Linked DNA regions of Mus musculus: regions 1, 2, 3, 4, 6 and 7 are each linked to region 5. A link is a contact called in public ChIA-PET, Hi-C, HiChIP or PLAC-seq and promoter capture Hi-C data. All regions are on one chromosome and are shown on one strand. Each heading gives the region's core, a stretch centred on a gene start, on an enhancer-like site or on the middle of the called end of the contact. The rest is flanking DNA. Distances are from core to core; before and after follow the strand shown. Region 1 holds the start of Abcg1 (ATP binding cassette subfamily G member 1). Region 2 overlaps Zfand3 (zinc finger, AN1-type domain 3). Region 3 holds the start of Glp1r (glucagon-like peptide 1 receptor). Region 4 overlaps Btbd9 (BTB (POZ) domain containing 9). Region 5 holds the start of Btbd9 (BTB (POZ) domain containing 9). Region 6 overlaps Zfand3 (zinc finger, AN1-type domain 3). Region 7 overlaps Zfand3 (zinc finger, AN1-type domain 3).

Region 1 (3,028 bases), core at 386-2,885, 480 kb after region 5:
TCAAAGGGGGCGTGGAAATGGGGGAAGGGGTGGGGATGGGGTTGAGTAGAAGGGGCTTGAGAAAGAGAGAAATGCCAGAAGAAAATTCTGAAAGTAGGGAGAACAGACAGAGGGTAGATATCTGCAAAACCAGGCATGCTGATACCATGGCCTGTGTCCTGGTCACATTATTCAGTGTCTCCCCTTGTCCATTCTTGCTGCTTTACAGCATGGTTGGGCACCAGGGCAGACAGTAGCCCAGGCCCCAGAAACCTTTCTCACTCCCTGGGAGGTTTGTACTCTTTTTTTTTTTAATCTGAATTTTATTTTTATTTTTTTTCTATCCTTTTTTTTTCCATTTTTTATTAGGTATTTAGCTCATTTACATTTCCAATGCTATACCAAAAGTCCCCCATACCCACCCACCCCCACTCCCTTACCCACCCACTCCCCCTTTTTGGCCATGGTGTTCCCCTGTACTGGGGCATATAAAGTTTGCGTGTCCAATGGGCCTCTCTTTCCAGTGATGGCCGACTAGGCCATCTTTTGATACATATGCAGCTAGAGTCAAGAGCTCCGGGGTACTGGTTAGTTCATAATGTTGTTCCACCTATAGGGTTGCAGATCCCTTTAGCTCCTTGGGTACTTTCTCTAGCTCCTCCATTGGGAGCCCTGTGATCCATCCATTAGCTGACTGTGAGCATCCACTTCTGTGTTTGCTAGGCCCCAGCATAGTCTCACAAGGAGGTTTGTACTCATAACCTTCTAGAATGCCCTGGCTTTGTCAGCCTTCTTGATACCAGATAGGGCCATCGGTCCCTCCGGTATTAGAAGCCCACCCTCTTCCCTCCAAACTCAGCCACACCCACTTTTCTTTCTGTGATGCTAGGGAGAAGCTTAGCTGAGGTCAAGGATCTGAGGATGTGACAACCACTTGCCTGCCCCTTTCTAGGAGAGCAGAAAGTACCCCAGCACACCCAAGTGTTGGAGCGGGTGGCTCTACTGTGCTGGGGGTGACAGAGAATCATTTCAACAGAAGACTTAGTTTAGGATCTGAGGTTGGGATTAAAGATTTTCACCACGGTTACCACGCAACGTCCCATTTACAAATCACAGGGGTTTCAGTAGGGTACAAGAACGTGGCTGTGTAAGACACTGGAAACACCCCTGTGGCTTATTTGGGGATGGAGTGGTGCTGATGGAGACCTAGGAGCTATCTGTATGAACGCCCATGCTGCCTCAATTTAGGGTCACCGCACACTAGCGCTAAGGGAAAAGCCCTGGGGCTGTTTTCTACGTTTGTCCCTGGGGCTTCTACCTGGAAGGCATGCATAACAAAGGCAGAACAAAGGAGCCACCTGCCTTCTTCCCTATCCCATTGATCTCAAGCTACCTCGGGAGGTTTCCGAAACAAGGACCCCGTGGTTTGTAGGGCGCCCCCACTGGTTCGTCTAGGGTTGAGCTGGCCCAGCTCCTGCAGGGTCCCTGAAGTGGGCTTCCCAGGCCCAGGCGGTTGGGAGAGGCCTAGCAGACAGCTTCGGGTCCAGAGCATCCTCCAGCCGCTCCGCAACAGGAGCAAAACAAGAGCACGCGCACCTGTCGGCGCCCCGCCCCCTCCGCCCGGCCCAATCGTGGGCAGGGGCGGGGCCGGGGCGCAGTCGGAACCCGCGCAGAGCGCCGCGGAGGAGCAGGAGCAAGCGCAGCCTCGTTCCTGCAACCTCGTCCCCGCCGCCCGCAGACTTGTCTCCACTGCCGCTGCCGCCGCCGCCCCCGGGGCATGGCCTGTCTGATGGCCGCTTTCTCGGTCGGCACCGCCATGGTGAGTCGCACATCCTTCGCACTCCGGGCTGGCTTTTATCTTCTAAGGAAACAGGAAGCTCAAAGCCAGGCTGGCTGGTCCTCACACCAGCCGCCTATGAGCGCATCCTCCGGGCGCTGACCTGGGGTGCTCTGGAGAGGTGCCCGGCGCTGCTCGACTCCGCCCTGGCCACCTGGAGCTTTGAGATGCTCCTGTACTGGCTTAGGGCATCCAGAAGGTGGAGTGGGGCGCGGGTAGCGAGCAACCCCACAAGTGGACAGGTAGATGGCCTTGACTTGTCCGCCTCCTGGGTGAGGGGCTGGAGATGTGGAAGCGCACTGGGGAGGGACTGCAGGCTCAGCCCGAGGGAGGGGAGGGTCAGATCTCTCTGAGGAGCTCTGTGGAGCGGGCAGACGGCGGGGGACTTCTTGCGCCACCCTCTGGAGTCCTGGGCACAGTGGGGGGGGGGGGACACAAAAAGAGAAACTGCGCCCCACGAAACGGAGCCTGCTCTCCTGCGCTCCCCAGAGACAGCTACTCTTGGAGGAGGCAGCGAAGTCCCAGGGGAGACAGAGGAGGACGAGCTCAGATCCCTGCCAGGGTGAGGGTAGGGTGTGGGCATTTACACGCCCCCATCCCCCCAGATACCAGTGTTAGGACAAAACCTGGGTGCTACAGAATTGCTAGACAAGTATTGTTTCTCAGAGGTGGGCAAGCGTCTCCTCTTCCACGGTCACTCAATGCTCCAGGAGAAAGCTAACATACAACAACAAAAACCAGCCCACCATCTGTCTGGTCTCACCCTTGGCCCTACCGGCTCTGTCTAACAAGCGGACATTGCGGTTAATAACCTCTTAAGCTGACTTCAGACTGTGGTGGAGTATAAACAGCAAGCCCTCCGTTTTCCCACCCGAATCGTGCCTTTCTTTCTGTTACTAGCCTGCCTGTTCCTTCCCAATACGCTAGAAGCCCACATCTCACAGTCCCTCCCCTTTATTTCATTTTTAGCATCCTGTATTTGAAGTCAGCAAGGCTCCCCAGGATTTGACCGACAGTTACCTCTTGCCTTGCGCTCTAGAGGAAAAAAAAAAAAAGCACTCGGCTTTGTGCGCATGCTCTGCTCTGACAACCGCATCCTGTGATTCCAAACAGGTTACTGTAGAACTCGTCTCGAGCCCTGCCCGCCGACTCATTATGTAATGATTTTGTGTAAACCGATAGAATGGAGCAAAGATGCACTGTGGTGATGGT
Region 2 (3,128 bases), core at 69-2,568, 390 kb before region 5:
GTGTTTTGTTTTTTAAGTTTGCTATTCTAGGGTCATTAGACCCTAGAATATAATACATTTATAAGAAAGGGAAAATCCCATTTGAATTAAGTACAAAAATAAGTTTTTAGTGGATAATGAGGGAGCTCACTGTCTTGAAGGTTTTGGTCCCCCCCCCCTTCTGTCTGTCTTTCTTTTTTGGGTACACAGAATAAAATGCCAGATCTAATCCCTCCACATGCTCCAAAAGCAACGCGTAGGAAGGAGCCTGTGAAACAGGCCCTTTTCAAGTCTCTTTTATCAGTTTTTCCAGGGAGAGGCTGGTGGGTTTCGCGGACAGAGGTTTTTAGCGGCTTAAGCTCCTGTAAATGGTGGAGGGAGAGACAGCAGTGATGTGTGAGGGTTCATTAATTATTGCTCTTACTGATGGCTGCACAGGCTGTTGGGATCATAAATGTCAATCTGTCAAGAGACTGTGATAGGTCTGAAAAAACTGATTGAGTACCTCAAAGCTGCCATGGAGCGGAGACAGACAGACAGGCTCCTCTGTTTCTCGCCTGTGTGCAAGGTGTGGATGAAGGGGGCTGCTTCTTTGTCGTTCGTTGTCTCTAGCTTTGGGGTTCTGTGCTGTGGGCTGCCTGGAGCAGAGGGTGTGAGGCCCCTGAGTTGTCAGCAGGCCACAGCCACTGTTAGCAGCCTGGAGTGGGCGTGGGCTGCCAGCCGTACAGCGCCAGGAGAGTAAGAGAGACGGGATGCGGGCTTTGACAGGCCTGACAGAATTCATTTGGAAAACTTCAGGAGAGAACATGAGTAATAAAGACAGGAACAGTGACAGAATGGAGCAAACGTGGATCTCTGTCAGAGACAAACAGTTTGAAAAGGAGCAGCCCTGTTTGTTGCCGTCAGGCTGCCGTTGTAAATGTATGCCTTACTTGAAAGACTCAGTGCTAGTTACTGTCTGCTCTTGGCTAGCAGAGTCCAATTAGAGGAATTTCTCTCTGTAGACATTTGTTTTTTAAAAACACTGCACTTGTTTCCTCTGTCACATGATGAGCAGTGGCTGTCTTCAGACCAAGCAATTGGACACCAGTTAAATAGGTGAAAGTTTTCTATAAGGTCTCACGTGGTGTCTTTGTCATTGCTAAACACTGGCCGAGAAGAGGGGTCTACAGCGTTGAGGGCCTGGCATGGGGTGTGCAGCCAGCGTGGGCATACCCAGCCTGGAGTAGTTCTCTGGGGGGAGCTCACTGGGAAAATGTGCTTTGTTGGCTCTTTATGAAGGACCTTAATTAGAAGTCACTCGGAACTCCTGGGGTGGGAACTGTATCAGCCTTGGCACTGCCACTCCTCCTGCTGCTAATGAGCGTGCTCCCCTCTGAGGCGCTTTCTTCTGACAGTTACAGCTGAGTGTGAGAGTTATTTCTGTTCACCTTGCTCTCCGCATTTAACCCTTACTGCTCAAGTTCAGCATATGCAAATAGATTAGTTAGATGGTCTCTGCCATTGATCCCCAAGCTGAGAATGCTACAAGTTAGAGGGGCTGAATCTCAGAAGCAGAAGGCAGATAATCAAGGTTTGATTTTTTGTTTTTTCCTTTTTACTGTTAACTCATTTTTAGGTCTTTTCTGAGAGCTTTTTTTTTTTAAACTGACTTAAAATTTATAATTGAATAGTTGAATTATTTAGGTCATTATTATGTAATTAGAATCTGTACAATAGACATCTGTTTCTCTTATTTAGGTAATTTACCCCACGGCACAAGGTTTCATTAAATAATTAGCAGAGGAGATATAAAATTCTTCCATAGCCATGATGCTGAGCCTGTAGACTTCTGTTTATTTCATTAGCTTCTAATTAAAACACCAAGTTGACCTGTGAGAAAAATGTTGGAGAGTGACTTACTTCACGGAGAAGTGACATGCAGTGCAATCAGCCTTGGCGGCAATGCAGCAGACAGTGGGAAGTTTCAATCCTCACCTCCTCACACCAGGGAGCCTTAGAGGGCGCTAGGGTCTCTTCCCATTTAATGTAAGGCCATCAGTGAGGGCCGAGGAAGTCAGTGTATCCCAGAGCCTTGCTGCTGAGGGTCTTAGTGTCTGGGAAGAGTGCCTTAGTTCTAAGAGTGCAGTCTGCTGAGTGGGTCATCTTAGTGGAGAGCAGTGGTTCTCAGCCGTGGGTCTTTCTACCCCTTTGGAAGTCAAATGACCCTTCCTCAGGGTCACATGTCAGATATTCTGTATATTAGATATTTATAATATGATTCACAATGGCAGCAAAATTACAGTTATGAGTTGGCCACAGGGTAATTTTATTATTGGGGGGTCACAGCATGAGAAAGGTTGGGACTACTGCTGTAGTCCTGTAAGACTGATGCTCACAGCACAGCTGTGCATAAATGGTTTGGTTGTCCACTTACACAGAAGTGAGGGCACGGCTCTTGGAGAAACGACTAGGGCCCAATGGTCGTGTAGGATGGCCAGTCCTTTGTAGGCAGAAACTGTTGGTAGAATCAGAAGCCTTCCATAGGCGCTGCTGTTTGAGAATACCTCCTTTGTGTTTTCTACAAGAACACATGCAATCTTGGTGTCTAAACGGCTAAAGGGAATCTCAGCATTGGACCACGCACATTTGTTCCCTAGCATTCTTGTTGGCACTGTTTGACACATGATCTGATTAGATGAAAGTAAGAAAAGAGATCCAGCCTGGGCCCTCCTGACTTGGAGGGGCTCCACCAAAGCAGGTTTGGTGAAGATAGATACCTTGGTAATAAGACCATGCAGACACGAACTTTGGTCGCAGCCACTTCGACATGCAATGTGAATACTTTTCTTCACAGCACCTTCTTGATGCCATTGAGTGCTGCAGGGCTCCCCTCCAGCATTATTGACGCCTGAAACCAGAAGTGTGTGTTCCCCAGTAGGAGGCACACTTGGCCATTTGGGCCAGAGTCCTCAGAGAAGCTGTGAAGTCCAGCTCTGTGATTTTACAGAGGGGTGGAGGTGAGAGAGGCCCATGGTCTGAAGGGTCTTTTTTTCTCTTTTTACATTATAAATACATTAGCACCATGTGTAGCCTCTTATGTTTAGCTTGCTTGTTCATTCATTCAATTGGCAGGGTCTCACTTTGTAGCCCAGCTGACCTGCAAGTTG
Region 3 (3,120 bases), core at 103-2,602, 330 kb after region 5:
GGCTACTCACTCCAACCTGGGCTGAAGTTCCAGCTTTGCTTTCCGTAAAAGCCCTAGTTAGATCATTTATTTGGATGGATGGTCCTGACAGCTAAACAGCCAAGCCTGTGTGGCACACAGGGGGAACCTGCTTGACCTCAGGCTGGGGCTAAAACAAGGGACTCAAAGGCAGAGCTCACCAGAAGGGAGCTTCTCTCTCTGAGTGGAGCGCGCTCCGCACCTCTCTTGGCTGTCTCCCTCCGCGGGATTGAGCACTGGATGTATAGACCCACTTCCTGCAGGACTTTGGGAAGTTCTGTAATCTCTAAGAGTTGCAGCTATGCATCCAATCTCTCTTCTCTTCCAGAATGGTCCAGACTAGCCCTAGGCAGGTCCAGGGCTGAGTAGAGCCACACCCAACTTCCTTATACTAGTTCATGGTGGGGGGGGGGTGCATCCTCTTGCCTTCCTCAAGAGGTTAGTGGTACACCTCGGCTTGCCTGTCCCACTTATTAACTCACAGAAGAGGTAGGAGTCTGGAGCTCTCCCGACCTGTACTGCAGCCAAGGGCAAAGGTGTGGTGTAGGAAGACAGACTGAAGTGCATAGGGTAAGCTAGTCAGGGCACACATTGTAGCAGGCCCAGGGACAGCAAGGGGTGGACAGGGAACATTTGGAAAGTTCTAGAAAAACAGAATCCAGCCTCAACCCTCTTCACCCTGCAATTTCTAAAGTTTTAGATAGAAAGGACCCTAAGGACTCTTCTGGGATCTCTTGTCCTGATCCCTACCACCTTGACTGCTGTGCAGGCCCAGAAGGCTGGGCTTGGGATGAGGAGAGGATTGGGGAAGTAGGTGGCACCCAACTAGTCCGATCTTTCTTCCCTAGTAACTAGCAGCTTGTGGGATACTTTCCAGAAGTCTGACCAACACTATGACCTTGTACCAATCCTACACCTTTCCTGGCCTCAGTTTCCTTTTGGAAGCACTGACTCGGTGGGGGCGTGGCTTTCCTTAGTTGAGGGGGAGCCAGGAGGAGATCGGGGTGCGGGGGTGGGAGGCGGGCTCCACTGGTCGCAGCGAGCTGGCCAGGCGCAGGCACCACAGGCGCTCAGAGCTAGAAGCTCCGCTCCTGCGGCTCTTAAACCTGAGTGGAGCCCGCGGGGAGCACAGCGCCGAACATCTCCTGGCCCGGGACGCTGGAGGCCGGTCTGGCCCCGGGCCTCCTGAAACCCAGGCGGAAGAGGACAGGGACCCCGCCCGATCCCTCCTGCGGACGGGCGGGGCGGCCCCACGCCAGCTCCTCCCCCCGCAGCCCGGCAGGGATCAGTCGCGGCGCGCGGTTCCGCAGGTGGCAGCTATGACCCAGTCCTGAGCGCCCAGCCATGGCCAGCACCCCAAGCCTCCTGCGCCTGGCGCTCCTGCTGCTCGGGGCGGTGGGCAGGGCCGGCCCCCGCCCTCAGGTGAGCCCTGGGAACCCCGGTGACAAATGGGAGGGGGACGCTGCGGTGTTCTGCGGGCACAAGAGCTAGCGGAGGGGCTCCTGGACTTGAGCAGAAACTCCGGGACCCCAGACAGGGGAAGTGCAAGGCTCAGGCGAGGAAGAGACAGAGGAGTTGAGGAGTCCAGGTGGGGATTGGACATGAGGTGACTACCCTCATCCTGAAGAGCTGCCTCACTTCTCGGCTCCAGCTGCTCTGTCAGGGCACCAGCTGCCCCAGGGTTGCCCTGCTCTGACTTCTGCGACCCGTCTTTGTCCCTTATTACTTTCCCAACTCCTTTTCCAAACCCACTGGCACTCTGCCTTCCCTCTGTACTCAGAACCCCTGCGGTGCCTTCCCCTGCACTCCTCCTGGGCTTCCTTGTGTATGGGGTACCCAGGAAGCTCTAGAGGACCGAAGGGGCCTGGTTGTAGAAATGCAGCTTCCTCCCATCACCTCATCACAGTCTTTGACTCATAGCCCCAGGGACCCTGCAGCCTGTTGTCCTTCCTGATGACCTCCCAGGTGGCACTGACTTGCCACCTCCACCCCAGCCTCTGCAGCAAACATGCAGCAGGTTCCCTGTTTCTTCTGGATCAGCCAGGCCCTCTCATACACTCGGCTAATACCCATCCTAGACCCCCTTGGATTAATAACCCACCAGAAAGAATACCGAGGGTCACCGGAACATCCAACCTCCTTGGTGTCGCCAAAGACTAGGTCGCAGCTGGACTCTTGTGGGCTCTTCTCTGACTCTCTCTGACCTGCCTGTGAATCCTGCCCCAGGCTCCTGCCCTGGCCATGATGGCCAGCTGCTTGTATGGAGGGCGGTTGTTCAAATGTGCCAGGATACCCTTGCATAGAAGAGGCCCAAGGCTGGGCAGTGTTCCTATAGAAGGGAGTACTTTACACATCATGTCTTGTGTCCACCTCCAGAGCTAAAGGGCTTAACCGTTGGGGAGTGGGCCTGCATCCGTTTGAGCTTGGTCTGACATAGGAGGGCACAGACCTCAGCCCTGGCTGAGAACCGAGTTGTGGACAGAGGTGCCTCCCCAGGAAGTGCACTGTCTCAGCTCCCAAACCCTTTCCCAGATTAATCCTCTCCCTGTTCTCCAGGGCCAACTGTCCCCAAGAGATACCTTCCCAGTCTCTGGCACTGCCTCTCTGTTCCCCTGCAGGCCATGGCTTTCCTGGTGACATTGGGATCTTTCCAGCCACAACCGCAGATTCGCTGCTCAGTTCCTTCTTGTGAGGCAGGATGGTGGGGATTTGAGCCTTCTGGTCCTAGGCTGCTGTGGGTCACATTTGCAGATTAGGTTGAGAGTGAGGGGACAGAGCCAAGCTTGAGGCCTTCCTTTCTTCTCCCTGCAAGACTCCCTCCTCTAATGTCAAGCATCTTGACCCTTACTCCAGCCCTGGTTCATAAGAGCAGAAATGCAGGTGCTGAAGAGACACACTGGAGCTTTGATGGGGTGCCCTTGTTATGGCGAGTACTAATGTCTCCGGTAGCCGCCTGCAGAGGTGTGTGTGTGTGTGTGTGTGTGTGTGTGTGTGTGTGTGTGTGTGACAGGCAGCTTTAACGTTAGATTGCAATAATTACAGCACAACCGCATGGACCCTGGAAAGACTCAAGAATAAATTTTGTATTTTACTTTCTGTCTG
Region 4 (3,131 bases), core at 89-2,588, 330 kb before region 5:
CCTGACCTTGGCAGGCTTCCCTGCCAAAGACAGCTTATCTTGACTTTTGCCCCTGAGATACAGAGACCGTCCCAGTAGAGAGGCCCATATTATGTCTCTACGGTCCTGGTCTGGACTGCTGGCTACCAGGGGCCTTCAGCAGAAGAGTGGGTGGCGGGACCAGACTTTGGCAAAAACAGAAGATACTCTAGGGCAATTTCAGAAACACAGCACTGGTTGTCTTCATCTAATGTTCCTTAATTTGAAATCTCAATTGATCAATAAACTGTGCTTCTTAGCACAAGAACTTAGTGATAGTTTCTAATGGTAAAGGGCATTGTTTATCAGGTTTGGGAAAGCCACCCGCTCACTGAGCAGGGCTGTAGATAGGCTGTCTGCTCTTGCTCTGTACTGACATCAGTCTCTAGGCTGAGTGGCCCTTTGTATGGCATCTGAGATGATGTCTGGTTTGTCAAGAACAGCGAGGCTGCTTCCCAGGCAGAGTGGGGGAGATGGTATTTTATTGTTGCTTTGACGCTTAGTCTTCTTAGGCTAATCACTCTCTCCACCAAGTTAGCCCTCTGAACTCCATCCTTCCAATCCCCAATTCTTCCATTGCGCAATCCCAGCCCTCACTTGTCATCTTACTGCACAACCCACCACAGCACGCTTCAGACTTCATCAGGAATACGGAAAGGCAGCTGGGGTGAGAGGGCTCTGCTCCTCTGTGAGCTCAGCATTCACACAAAGGGCAGACGAAAGCAGCGGGGCCTGCTACCCAAACCACCAGCTAAACTTTTACTTTGCCTTTCTGCACCCCAATGACCCAAATTTCACACACTCTTTGGAGAAGGGCGTGTCTCCCCACCATCTCCTGCCCCTCTTTTCTGAGTTCCTCTCCAGGGGCTGACAGGTCCTCTTTGCTAGTGCATTTTCGGTACGACATATATGATGGCTTCCTGTGCTGTTTAACATGGTAATGTGGAATATCAGATGCATGAGTTGAAATGGCGGTCTGTGCCTAAAATAGCCTGATATCTATGGCTATGAGCTCGCTGGCCATCAGGGTAACTACACACAGCTACAGCTACAGCGCCTCACAGTCTAGGATGAGCCTCTGGCAGGTCAACTGCACGGCGTTTGGCAGCTGATGTGAGGTGAGCAGCCGTTCTGGAGGGGCTGTGGGCCTCCCAGGATACGCCTCCTCCCTCACTGTGCTTTCCTGAGTCTGATCCTTGCCAGCTCCATTACAAGCAGGGTAGAAAATTTTTGTGCTGGGATTTACTGGCTTCCTCCTGAGCTAGCTAAGGAATGGTGTCCCCGCTCACGTTCTCGTGGGGTTGGCAGCTATCCTTTCTGTAGGGTTTGACAATATACACTGTTCTGGCCAGCAGGGATCTTCCCCTCACCCCTCATAAAGCTTTACAGTGTATGACTCATTCAGAAAGGAGTCTTGATAATGCAGATTTATTATGAGGTGTCTGCCTTTAAAATGTGATTTAATGGTGCTCGTACTTATTCGCTGACATCTTTATAAAACTGTTAGTGTGGAAATATATTTGTCTTTCTGAAAGTAATTCTTCCTTTTACAAGTGTCGAGCAAAACAAGAGCCATACATTAAAACCGCAGCAGCGAGAGCCACGGAGGTCTCATTACACCGAGACTCAGCTTTGCCACCCCAAACTGAGCTCAAGGGCTTCCACTTGTGCCCCTGGGCATGGCAGCATCTCTGCCCCTCCCTACCCGTGCTCCAGGCTGTGTCCAGAGGGTAGAAGGCGGCTCTCAAGGTCAGCCAGATCTGCAGGCTGGTGGGCGGGCGCAGTCAGTAAACAAGCCTCTGATTATGATTTACCTTTGCTTTTCTTCCTACCTTAGCCTGGTTTATGAACAGATCTTGTTGATTTAGCCTTTTAGCCAATTAGAACAGAAGGTCTGATTGACAGCACATGAATAAATACCACTTTACGGTTGGAGACAGAGTCACTCTCCCCTATTAATCAGGCCTTCTGCCGGTGTTTAGGTAACATGATATTTATCATGCCTCTCTGTTACAGTCCCTTGGGGTGTCATTTCATGGCCTACCAGTAAAAACTTCACATTTACAGCAACTGCCCCTCTATTACTGTCGATAATATCTAATTGATATGTCAAACCTCCAAGGAATGCAGTAAATTGGAACACTGACTCCCAAAAGAAAATAAACTAGCAGACAGGTAAATCAGCACCCGTCTGCCTGCCGTGACTCAGTCACTTCCGTCCAAAGGTCTCCCCTCAGGAAGCCATCACCACCATCTTTCCTTCCTGCTCAACATCGCAATGAGCCCTGAGCACAGCCAGGACATGGACATGGATCCAAATCCTTTTGCCTGGCCAGGCTGGAGGTGCCACAGGCATTATGTGGGGTGCAGTGTACGGCAGACAAGAGCAATGAACCTGTCAGAACATGATGGCTTTTCTCAAGCTAGCCATGTTGTCAGCAGAGCTGCAGTCTCATATGCCTTCCAAACGTCCCTACAGAGAGGGGAGGACACTCAGAAGAAATGAAGTCAGAGAAGGAACAGACGGGCCTGAGCACTTAGCAAGAATCAGATCCATCTGACACTGAAATGCAGCATGTGCCTTAGACAACAGGCCTTTCAGCCACTCAGATAAGGCATCCTAATAGAAAGGCTTCAGATGCACACTGAAGCCTCAGGAGAGACCAACCACACTGATAACTCACTCACCCATCAACAAAGATAACAGAGCAGGAGTTGGACTATAGGTTGTGGAGTACAGGCAAGAAACAGAAACACCCACAAGTCAGCTGCAAAGGTAATCAGACAGACCTGGAAAACAGGCATTTATGGCAAACCTCCCTCTACATGGCAGCTGTGAGCACAGTGGTTCTCTCTGGCACAAGACTCCAGTCTCCCTCTTGCTATTGTTTAAACTAATTCTTCTTTTGAAAAATCACCAAAAGTTGGGCAAGTTCACAGAAATGAACTTCTAGTCTTGACTTTAAGGTCTGCACCACAAACAACTGAACATCACCCTCAGGTCAACCCCAGGACAGCACCAATGACCTCCCTTAAACACCAGACCAGCTGAGAGCACACACGTCTAGAGTCCTAGCACTTGGAAGGCAGAGAAAAGAGGATCATGAGCCTGA
Region 5 (3,184 bases), core at 468-2,967:
CTCCTGTGTAAACTTCTCCTATACTATAGCCCCACCTAATCCTACTACCTCACTTCCTTCTGGGATTCTTTGACATATACATGATTTCTTTTTCTGACTAGACAGCTCATTCTTAAAAGAAAACAGGCTGGTCAGGGACCTCACTTGTGACCCCATAACCCTCTCACTAAGAGGCACAACTCGGGAAAGAGGGAGGCAGTTGCATTAACTATGTGAAGGATAAAACTAAATGTTCCCCTTGTACTGTCCACGGGGTATGAGGCCGCATCAACCGCATAGCTATCTACCCGGGAGCGGGCAGTTTTCTAGGAGGCACAAGCAAAAGGGGAAATAAGTAACTCACTCACAAAAGCTCGTAATAGAACAGTGGCTCCTGAGTGGTTTTTCAAAGCAAGCTTTACTGATTCCAAGACGTGAGAACTTCAGAGACCATACCTTACAGAGACTCCGTTATAAAACTGAATCTCCTGATTTTAGACTCTGGGTGGAAACTCTAAAGTTATGTCCCTCAGTTTTTAGGCATGATCAAATGTCAGTGCTCCCTATCTTGTCACTCTCACTTGGCACTGCCTTTAACTCATAACGGGAAAGATTATTTCTTCCATTTGTCTCCATTATTCCTCCTTAAAAAACCACCACATACAACGGACCCAACAGAATCCTGTATACTGGCTGATGGCCAGTTGCATCATTTAACTCCAGTCTCACCATGCCAGCCCACGCGTGAAACACAATCTACATTTCCACCAGATAAATAACAGCCCGCACTGCTTCTGGGAAGAACACACACAAAAGGCAGGGCTGCTCTACCTGCAAGACCCTTGAAATGGCCAAAGCACAGCACGGTTCTGGGAAATAGATACAAGGGCAGATTTGAGTCTATGAGGAAGTAACAATACTGGATGGATATGGTCCCTTGGCTTCAAAAATGTGGATCAACACAGGATATAATAATAATAATAATAATAATGTTCAGAGAAGCACGTGGGCATGCACGTGAGGCTGGAAGGTCCAGGCAACAGGTTAGTCAACCAGCATCTTCACTGACAAGTCGCCTTCCCCGGGTCGTGGGTGTGCCCGACGCTCACGCAGGCACAGATTCTAACGATCTCTCTAACAACCCGCTCCTACTCCCAGACCCGCCAGGGTAGAGCTGACGGATCTCTTCGCGGTTTACCCCAAAACTTTGCGAACCCCGAGGGTCCCCATTTCCGCGTTTGTCAGGTTTGCACAGTCGGCGTCTCAGTGTGGACGCGCGGCTGCTGAGGAACGCGGGCTTCTCCCGCTTCAAATTCCTAAAAGGAAACCGGCAGCGTCGCACTGGAGTCCAGTCACTTGTCCCTCGGCACCCCTCTCTCCAGCGCCCCCCTCTCACCCCCCCCCACCCCCACCCCAGAGCGCCAGGCCCGGGAACTGACCCTCCTCAGCCCCCGTCCCCGCCCCCGGAACCAGCGGCCGAGGGGCGTGGAGCGGCGCGCGCGGGTCCGGCGGGGAGGGGGAGCGCGTCCCCGCGCCCCGGGCCCGCGCAGCAGGTGCGGCCAGGCCCCAACTCTCACGAGCGGTCCGGGCGACTCACCCCGACGATGTCCCTCAGCGACCTAGAAGCCGCCACACACGTCTCTTCCGCCAGCAGCGACCCCGCCTCGTGGCCACCGCCCCCTCGACCGCCGCCGTCGCCGCCTTCCTCGCCGCCGCCGTCGCGGCGCGCGCCCGCTTTCACGCACACCGCCGTGGCCGCGCACGCGCTCTGCGCGCTGGCGTCACTTAGCAACGGCTCAACCGTGGGCCAGTAGAACCCAGGACGCCAGGGCCCCAGGTCGCCTCAGGCGGGGGTCTTGCGGCGTGTTTCCCCAGGTCGGAGCCACTGCCCCTCCAGTACTGGGCCCTGAGGGTGTGGCCGCCCTGCCGACACCTGGCTCAGGGTGAGGCACGTCATCACACGTCACTGAATAGCGTCATCGGTCGCGTCACTGCGTAAGGGGACGAGCCGGAGCGCCGGTTGGAGAAAGCCTCGTCTTTCTGCACTTAGTCGCTTGCCTGATGGACAGTCAGCTACGTGCGAGAAGTTGGACGAGGAGAATGGGCCAAGAGAGGCATTACCAGCATGAAGGTGCTACGAGGCCAGGCCTGAAATACCACGACTCAGTTTCCTCCTTCTGTCAGTGGGAAGACGGATACCCGACTTGCCTGCGCTAGAAAGGTGTCAACTTAGGACGAAATAATGCATGCGAGGCTGCGGGCGAACTGATCTCATTCGAACTCCTTATTTCAAGACCCTGACAGAAAGCCCGGACATAAGTCCTCGACACTCCAGGACTACCAAGTGTAACGTATAAAGCCCATTAGACTCCATCTTTCACATAAGAAGCAGGCACTGTGAACTTTGAAGCCGTAGAAATTGGGTTGTAGGTCTTTCCTGGCCGAAACTGGAGAGTCGTCACTCTTGAAAGTTACTTACCTGGGTGTGTGGGTTTGAAGATGGAAGACTTAATTCCAAGCAAAGACGACTTAAATGGGCAGTGAAAATGAACAGACACAGCAAGGGTTAGGGCTGGGCCAGTGAAGGATCAGAGCCACAACCTAGACTCTGGCGGTGGGGATGGAAACGCGGAGGCCAGCTCTGAGCGGGGGAATGAATAGGTAGGCCAGGTTTCTAGCGTGGTTGCTGAGACAGGTGGGAGTAACATTTAGCAAGACGGAAAGAAAGCTGCCTTTGTGTGTCAGTTACTAAATGGTAGTGACATTCCTTACGGATGACATGGTAGAACGATGGAATGTGGATACGTTGGTTGGGGAAACATTCTCCGCTCTCATCTTCCATGTGGAACGATATCCATCAATTTAATACATCTACTTTCCGATACACGTGTCCCCAATTTATTTGTCCTTGGAGAATTGACTTCGGGATTGGTACATTTAAAAAAACAAAGGGAGCCGGGCGGTGGTGGCGCATGCCTTTAATCCCAGCACTCTGGAGGCAGAGGCAGGTGGATTTCTGAGTTTGAGGCCAGCCTGGTCTACAGAGTGAGTTCCAGGACAGCCAGAGCTATACAGAGAAACCCTGTCTCAGAAAAACCAAAAAAATAAAAAGGGGGGGGGGGCAAACTGAAGTGGGAGATCTTTGAAGAAACAGAGCAAACCCTAGAGTTTAACATTAGGAAACTGCCCACAGGTGATACCCAAT
Region 6 (2,777 bases), core at 137-2,636, 440 kb before region 5:
TGCTGGCCCCTCCCTGAGTCCTGGGGTGGGGGCTCTTCCTATCCATGCCTGCTCTGTGCCTGAGGGCAGGAGCTGTGTTGTCAGCTTGAATTGAACACTAATTAGAAAACCAACCTCCTTGTGTTTTTATGTCTGTTGTAAACTAAATGCAGCCCATTTCTTTTCGCTGTTGTGGTCATTTCTTTTACATCTATCCTCATTACTGATAATATATGTGCACCCACTGATTTCTGCCATTTTTAATGTGTTTTTTGTTTAGGGAGCTATTTTTTTGTGCTGCTATTTTCCTTCTGACCTCTCACCGATAGGTCTCAATCTCCCCCTCCCCTTTCTACTGATTACTCTTAAGAACATCTTTGTGTATTCAAAGTTCAGTATTAAAATCAATGTCTATCCTTATCTGAACCACAGAGGGTGTTAATATATAACTTGAAAGTTTAAATCATGCCCGTGGTTTTATGTTTGCTTTTTCATCAGCCATTCACTTCTGCACTTTGCTTTTAGTTACCACAGTGGCCTTCCTCCATGTTTCATGTGACTCTGACCCTAACATTAATGTTTTCTAGTGGTTGCTCTGATGTAAGGGCCGTAATTAACCAGTTTTCTTACCCTTTTTTCTGTAGATTTTCAAAAGAAACAACCAGATGATGATTCCACCCCAAGTACAAGTAACAGCCAATCAGATTTGTTTTCCGAAGAGACCACCAGTGACAACAACAATACCTCTGTAACCACGCCAACTCTTAGTCCCAGCCAGCAGTCGCTCCCGACAGAACTGAATGTAACTTCACCGAGTACAGAGGAATGTAAGTCTCTATCTGTGAGAGCCTTAGAGCAGCCCAGGAGCATCAGCGTGAGAGCCTTGCTCAGGAAGGCTTAACTCAGATTCTGTTTAAGACAAATGTGTGGGTGTGGAATGCTGTGCTGTGCAAGTCAGTAAGTGCAGCCACTCCAGAGAAGGTGAGGTCTTCTTAGGACTAGCCTTCCAGCGGTTATCAGCTCTGCCTTCACATTAGAACTCACTGGGGAAATTTAAAGCAATCTTTTTTATTGCATTTTTGAAAGACTTGTGCATGTAGTGCACTTGCATGGTTATCATAGAGGGCAGAGGACAGTGTGCTGGAGTCAGTTCTCTGCTTCCACCAGGATTGGAACTCGGGTCATCAGGGCTGCATGACAACATGGACATATTTCATCAGCTCTCCACCGAGGATTTAACAAACAATTTTAGTTTTTTATTATCATCCTTGAGCCTAATTTAACTCTTCAAAGAGAAGGAAGCTCAAAGATTCAGCCTTTAAAGTCTATGGAGAATTCTGCTGTACAGCAAGCATTTAGAATCACCAGTCTTGGGAACGTCAGCCTGACCTAGACTTAGATTGGACTCTTGCCTCTGCTAACTGGCCTTGACTAAGTTTACACTTAGGTAATAAAAGCACAGGCTGTGTGAAGAAAGTAGGAGATACTTTTATTCTTGTTTAATATTTTACTGCGTGCATTTGCGAATGTGTGTGTTTTGAATATGAGGATGTAAGCGAGTAGGTATGTATCGTTCTCTCCTGTTAGGCTAAGGGGCCTGGGGATTGAACCCAGTTAGCCAATCCTGTGTATAAGTGCCTAGCCATACCACTGGTCCTCTTGTTACCCTTGTATGTGATACATAGTCGTTATAATGCTACAATGATTTCTTGTGGGACACAATGTAACTCATAGTATTTGCCTCTTATGCTTTCCTTAAGGTTGGAATTTATGTTTCAAGCTTAATGGGTATTTAGAAATGTAATAGTTTAGGTTATCAAGTCTACTAATTTGGGGAAGGTTAGCAGGGAAAAAAATAATTTGTTTAATACTTTCACATGTTATTATATTCAGTTATATTGAGAATATAAAACAGAAGATCTTTAGAGAGTTTATTGTTTAGCAGGGACATTCAATTTAAATCAGAAGATGGCAAAGAGGAGTGATTATTCCCCTTTTTCCTCTCAAAGCAACGCAATGCTGAGAGACGAGAGGACTGCTAACATCTTATATTGCACAGGACAACTCTACACTGGAAGTGATCCAGCCCAGTTCTGTCCGGATGCTGGGGTTAGAAGCCGGACACATTCTGTGTATACTTAATGTTAGTAGGTCAGCGTTTGTAGTAAGTGTTATTGAAAGGCACTGGCTTACTCAGAAATGGTATTGAAGACAGAATGCTGTGAAGAGACACTTCACACATGTAGTGTGAGCTGTGGAGGAAAGCTGCCTGGAGTTTCTCTTGGGTAGTGACTTCATTCATGGAGAATGAAGTTGGAAAGTTAATGATTACCAAGCTTGAATGAATGTCCAGTCAAGCTACTGGGACTTTGAACAATAGCTGTGGTTCTAATGAAGAGACAGTGATAGTGTCACTGTCCTTTTGAAGGAGCAATCTGACAGTATTGTGAACAGGGATAGATTATAGCATTCCAGAAAAGGAGATTTTAATATTATAACTTGTTTAATGGAACTAGGAAGGGTGTGAAAATCATTTCAGAAGAGAAGAAGGATGTTAACAGTGTGTCAAGGAAGTAGATAATTTTGCTTCCTCCTTTCTAGTTTGGATGGCCTTTCCTTCCCTTACATAATTGCTTTCGCTAGGACTTATGTAGAGTGCTGTATAGAGGTAGCGTAGAGTAGAGTAGAGTAGAGAGCCTTCTTGTCTTCTTTCAGATCCTAGGGAAATGGATTCGACTTCCTCATTGGTTATGCTGTTTGCTGTGTGTTTGGCACATATGGCCTTAATTGTGTTATTG
Region 7 (2,883 bases), core at 291-2,790, 460 kb before region 5:
TTCCAGACACTATACTAAATTTATAAAGTAATTTACCTTACCTGATGGTGATGATAGTGATGGATGTCCATCTTTTCCTGTAAAGACTACCACCTACCTCATTGGAGACATCATCTGTCTTTGGCCTAGAGTTTACCAATAGGCTACACTGGATTTCGGGCAAACTTCAAGGGCCCTCCCCTCTCTGCTTCTGTAGTATTGGCCTTAAAAGTGTGGCAATCACAAACACGTACCACCACATCTAGCATTTTTTAATGTGGTTTCTGCGGATTGAACTCAGGTCTTCACTTTACCAATTGAGCTTTTCCTCAATTGAGCTTTCCCCCCCTCTCTTTTTTTTTTAAAAATGAGGAAGTAGACCCAGAGAACTTAAAGGAACTTTGTTAGTTCACTTAGCTCCTAAATCTTAATGAAATGCAGAGTGGTTTGTTTGAATGTAAAGACTAAGTAGCTTGCATTTCTTTCCCTCAGCCTGTTTCTACTGGCAAGCACAGAGTGCACACTTTTCATTGACTTGGACTGAGCAACTTTAGGACCGCTTGGTGCTTTGGTCCTATTGGACAAAGCATGTTTTGATAATAGGAGATGAGCGTTCTGGTGTAGCTCTGCCCCTGACTGTCTGGTGTCTCTTGCCCTTGGTTGCCCTGCAGATAGGTGTGTCTCCTTCCACAGAGTATGATTTGCAGGACATGTTATCTGTACCACCAAACACTCAGCATGAGTCTGTAAAGCAAGGAGGCTTTACAGATGAGACAGTCAGATGCTGAGCAGAGGTTGGGGGATTCTTCATTGTTTTTATTCAGAAAACTTGACTGGCGAGGGACCTGTGCTTGTGTGTGAGGCGTATTTTAAGGCAGACATCCCTCTCTTTGTTGGGAATAGTGGATCTGATTGACGCATCAGTCACTGTTGTCAGTTACAGTTTAGTACTTTAAAAAGTCATGAAAACAGAGGTACACGAAGTGACACATATGTTAATGAGCTTGATTTAGCCATAGCATAGTACCTATTTTAGAATAACATTGTGTATGATAAAATACGTAACTTTCTCAATTTAAAATATTCAGAAAAAAATTGAAAAGTTTTACAGTGTATACTAGGCAACAAGGAAGCACTTTGGCAAGAAAAAAAAATAACCAAAGAGTAAGATCTGTTTCATATACTTATAGGAAAAATGTCATTGCTTGTGAAAAATAAGAATTAGGTCAGGACAAAATATAGCTTCAGTGTTTTAAGTAAGTGGTAGCTGCACTTGCTCTCTGCCCAGGCTTTGGTCTCTAGTATGTGTTCTCACTAGTAAGCGTCTCCATCAATACAGCAAAAGAAAAACTTTTTAGAGTTTTCATGATATTCACCAGTTGAAGACATCGTTATAATAATATGCCTTTTCCAAAAATTCATTGCTCAACCTGGTAGTTCTGCTAAAGCGAATGTGTACCCAAAAGAATTGAACCCTAAGTAGGATACGTGACTAAGTATGTGTGTGTCACTTTTAGCTCGGGGCTTCTGGGCCTTATTTCTGAATTGCGTGGTATCTTCAGCAATAGGGACTTAACTTTCACCCCTGGCTGAGGGTAACCTAGGGCAATCAATAGCAGGGGGCCGTGTGCTAGACAGCTCTGGCCAACAACTCAAAAGAGGGCTTCTCATGGTTGGTCCTGGGAATTTTGGTAGGTGGTCTTGAACTTTTGGAGGGAGTGCTGTCAGCCTAGATGAGAAAAGTTCAATAAAATTATAAATATGTATTTGTACAATGAGTTATGGCACATTTTGTTTTCTATGGCAGTATTCATAGCGGATCAAACTCTGCTCACGTTTAGACTGTGCTGTGAGTGGACTGTCTTTGTTTTCTGTTCTCTCTAGAAGCCTTCAGAGAAGGTTTAGTTAATCACAGGGCACAATTTTTGTGACATTTTACTTGTGGTACCTAGCACAATAATTAAAATATATTGCTTGGCTATTGAAACAATATTTTTTTTATTACAGAGTTAAAACTGTCGTCTGGAAAGAAACTCTATTATTTAAAAATGAATATTATTTGGTAAATAACTTAAAATTTAAAAGAATAGCTTCAAATGGAAGGATATTGATACATTGCTTTGTGGATCAGTTTTCTGACCTTTTGTCCTCTTGGATCTGAAAGACCATTAATACAAAGTTGAACTTGTGGGAAAATGACAAGAATTTCCTCTTAAGTTCTTGTTTTTGGGCAGGCTTGCATTTACCTGTGTAGTTTTGTATGTTGTTACTTTTGATGGAACACAAATGTTGCAATTACTCTACAGTGTTTTTATTCAGTAGAGAAGTGTTACCTTTTCTCTGTGCAAGCTAGAGATGTTTGAGGGTAAGAATAACCCAGCGCGTAGGGGAGGGAGGTATCCAGTGTGACTGACCTAAGAGATTTTTGCTAAATTGCTTTCCTGAAGGTTGGATCTTACTGTGAAATGTGCACCCAGCCCTTTTGTAGCCCTTTGTATTTTTGTATTTCTTCCTGGGCCCAGAGGAACATCAAGGGAGTTTTTGTGAAGCCAGCAGAGGGCGCATATCTGATGCTCTTGTACTTGAAAACAGGACTGAGTGAATTTTTTTGAAGCAACTTGAAAACAGGACTGAGTGTATTTTTAAGGGTTCTTCATCAAAGCTCCTCCCTTCCCTCAACATTCTTTTTTTTTTTTTAAATTGTGATTTAAAAAAACCATTGTGAAATAAAATCAGATGAAAAAATGTTTTAAAGGATTTGTTGTCAAATCTGACAGTTGGTTTTCTCCCTAAGTTGGAGAACATCAATTTAGAGACAAGCATCTTACTGGGTAGCCCTGGCTAGCCTGGAATTTGTTATGTAAACCAGTCTTGACTTCAAACTCATAGATATCCACCTGCCTC

Evidence for each region. Promoter capture Hi-C pulls out the DNA fragments that hold promoters and counts their contacts. Hi-C and Micro-C count contacts between places; a contact is called where the count stands out from the background. ChIA-PET counts read pairs in DNA pulled down with a chosen protein or histone mark. HiChIP or PLAC-seq counts read pairs in DNA pulled down with a chosen protein or histone mark.
Region 1: a contact with region 5 is called in an RNA polymerase II ChIA-PET map of memory CD8 T cells, with 6 read pairs. The contact joins the promoter of Abcg1 here to the promoter of Btbd9 in region 5. A contact is called at or near these places in 1 of 39 promoter capture datasets (stem cell-derived epiblast-like cells) and 1 of 115 datasets of contacts at active chromatin or transcription factors (memory CD8 T cells).
Region 2: a contact with region 5 is called in a Hi-C map of cortical neurons, with 3 times the contacts expected there. The contact joins the enhancer-like site here to the promoter of Btbd9 in region 5. A contact is called at or near these places in 2 of 39 promoter capture datasets (hippocampal neurons and stem cell-derived epiblast-like cells), 1 of 484 Hi-C or Micro-C datasets (cortical neurons) and 3 of 115 datasets of contacts at active chromatin or transcription factors (bone marrow-derived macrophages, extraembryonic endoderm stem cells and neural tube).
Region 3: a contact with region 5 is called in an H3K4me3 HiChIP or PLAC-seq map of embryonic stem cells, with 9 times the contacts expected there. The contact joins the promoter of Glp1r here to the promoter of Btbd9 in region 5. A contact is called at or near these places in 5 of 39 promoter capture datasets (the 3T3-L1 cell line, cranial neural crest, embryonic stem cells and 2 more), 6 of 484 Hi-C or Micro-C datasets (the G1E-ER4 cell line, embryonic fibroblasts, embryonic stem cells and 1 more) and 5 of 115 datasets of contacts at active chromatin or transcription factors (the HPC-7 cell line, the SCID.adh cell line, embryonic stem cells and 1 more).
Region 4: a contact with region 5 is called in a Hi-C map of the N1E-115 cell line, with 5 times the contacts expected there. The contact joins the enhancer-like site here to the promoter of Btbd9 in region 5. A contact is called at or near these places in 3 of 39 promoter capture datasets (cranial neural crest, hippocampal neurons and liver), 5 of 484 Hi-C or Micro-C datasets (the N1E-115 cell line, embryonic stem cells, nephron progenitors and 1 more), 7 of 115 datasets of contacts at active chromatin or transcription factors (the SCID.adh cell line, cardiomyocytes, embryonic hindbrain and 3 more) and 2 of 9 other capture datasets (adipose tissue and embryonic stem cells).
Region 6: a FOXA1 HiChIP or PLAC-seq map of pancreatic cancer cells shows a contact between it and region 5. The contact joins the enhancer-like site here to the promoter of Btbd9 in region 5. A contact is called at or near these places in 6 of 39 promoter capture datasets (the C10 cell line, cranial neural crest, hematopoietic stem and progenitor cells and 2 more), 8 of 115 datasets of contacts at active chromatin or transcription factors (bone marrow-derived macrophages, craniofacial prominence, embryonic midbrain and 5 more) and 2 of 9 other capture datasets (liver and macrophages).
Region 7: a contact with region 5 is called in a promoter capture Hi-C map of liver, with 2.5 times the contacts expected there. The contact joins the enhancer-like site here to the promoter of Btbd9 in region 5. A contact is called at or near these places in 8 of 39 promoter capture datasets (the HPC-7 cell line, HPC-7-derived erythroid cells, embryonic stem cells and 4 more), 5 of 484 Hi-C or Micro-C datasets (adipose-derived mesenchymal stem cells, cerebellum, cerebral cortex and 1 more), 13 of 115 datasets of contacts at active chromatin or transcription factors (the 230-238 cell line, bone marrow-derived macrophages, craniofacial prominence and 10 more) and 3 of 9 other capture datasets (embryonic stem cells, macrophages and pancreatic islet).

Annotation. Positions count from the first base shown.
Region 1 is chr17:31,056,059-31,059,086 of GRCm38.p6, forward strand. It overlaps Abcg1 (ATP binding cassette subfamily G member 1), which reads left to right and starts at 1,636. Exons shown (of 15, transcript NM_009593.2): 1 at 1,636-1,798. The coding sequence starts at 1,757.
Region 2 is chr17:30,187,548-30,190,675 of GRCm38.p6, forward strand. All of the region lies in intron 4 of Zfand3 (zinc finger, AN1-type domain 3), which reads left to right. Among named protein-coding and RNA genes, the nearest start is that of Zfand3, 180 kb to the left of the region's middle. Within about 2 kb of position 1,319, at least 66 of the 459 cell types and tissues checked have an H3K27ac peak or open chromatin away from gene starts, as enhancers often do. A contact at or near this core is called in cortical neurons, where this site is marked.
Region 3 is chr17:30,900,515-30,903,634 of GRCm38.p6, forward strand. It overlaps Glp1r (glucagon-like peptide 1 receptor), which reads left to right and starts at 1,353. Exons shown (of 13, transcript NM_021332.2): 1 at 1,353-1,440. The coding sequence starts at 1,363.
Region 4 is chr17:30,243,748-30,246,878 of GRCm38.p6, forward strand. The region is part of intron 9 of Btbd9 (BTB (POZ) domain containing 9); the gene reads right to left. Among named protein-coding and RNA genes, the nearest start is that of Zfand3, 240 kb to the left of the region's middle. Within about 2 kb of position 1,339, at least 19 of the 459 cell types and tissues checked have an H3K27ac peak or open chromatin away from gene starts, as enhancers often do. A contact at or near this core is called in the N1E-115 cell line, where this site is marked.
Region 5 is chr17:30,574,570-30,577,753 of GRCm38.p6, forward strand. It overlaps Btbd9 (BTB (POZ) domain containing 9), which reads right to left and starts at 1,718. Exons shown (of 11, transcript NM_027060.1): 1 at 1,577-1,718.
Region 6 is chr17:30,134,700-30,137,476 of GRCm38.p6, forward strand. Zfand3 (zinc finger, AN1-type domain 3) reads left to right here. Exons shown (of 6, transcript NM_001356265.1): 3 at 624-806. Among named protein-coding and RNA genes, the nearest start is that of Zfand3, 130 kb to the left of the region's middle. Within about 2 kb of position 1,387, at least 43 of the 459 cell types and tissues checked have an H3K27ac peak or open chromatin away from gene starts, as enhancers often do. A contact at or near this core is called in liver and pancreatic cancer cells, where this site is marked.
Region 7 is chr17:30,112,426-30,115,308 of GRCm38.p6, forward strand. The region is part of intron 2 of Zfand3 (zinc finger, AN1-type domain 3); the gene reads left to right. Among named protein-coding and RNA genes, the nearest start is that of Zfand3, 110 kb to the left of the region's middle. Within about 2 kb of position 1,541, at least 8 of the 459 cell types and tissues checked have an H3K27ac peak or open chromatin away from gene starts, as enhancers often do. A contact at or near this core is called in the HPC-7 cell line and liver, where this site is marked.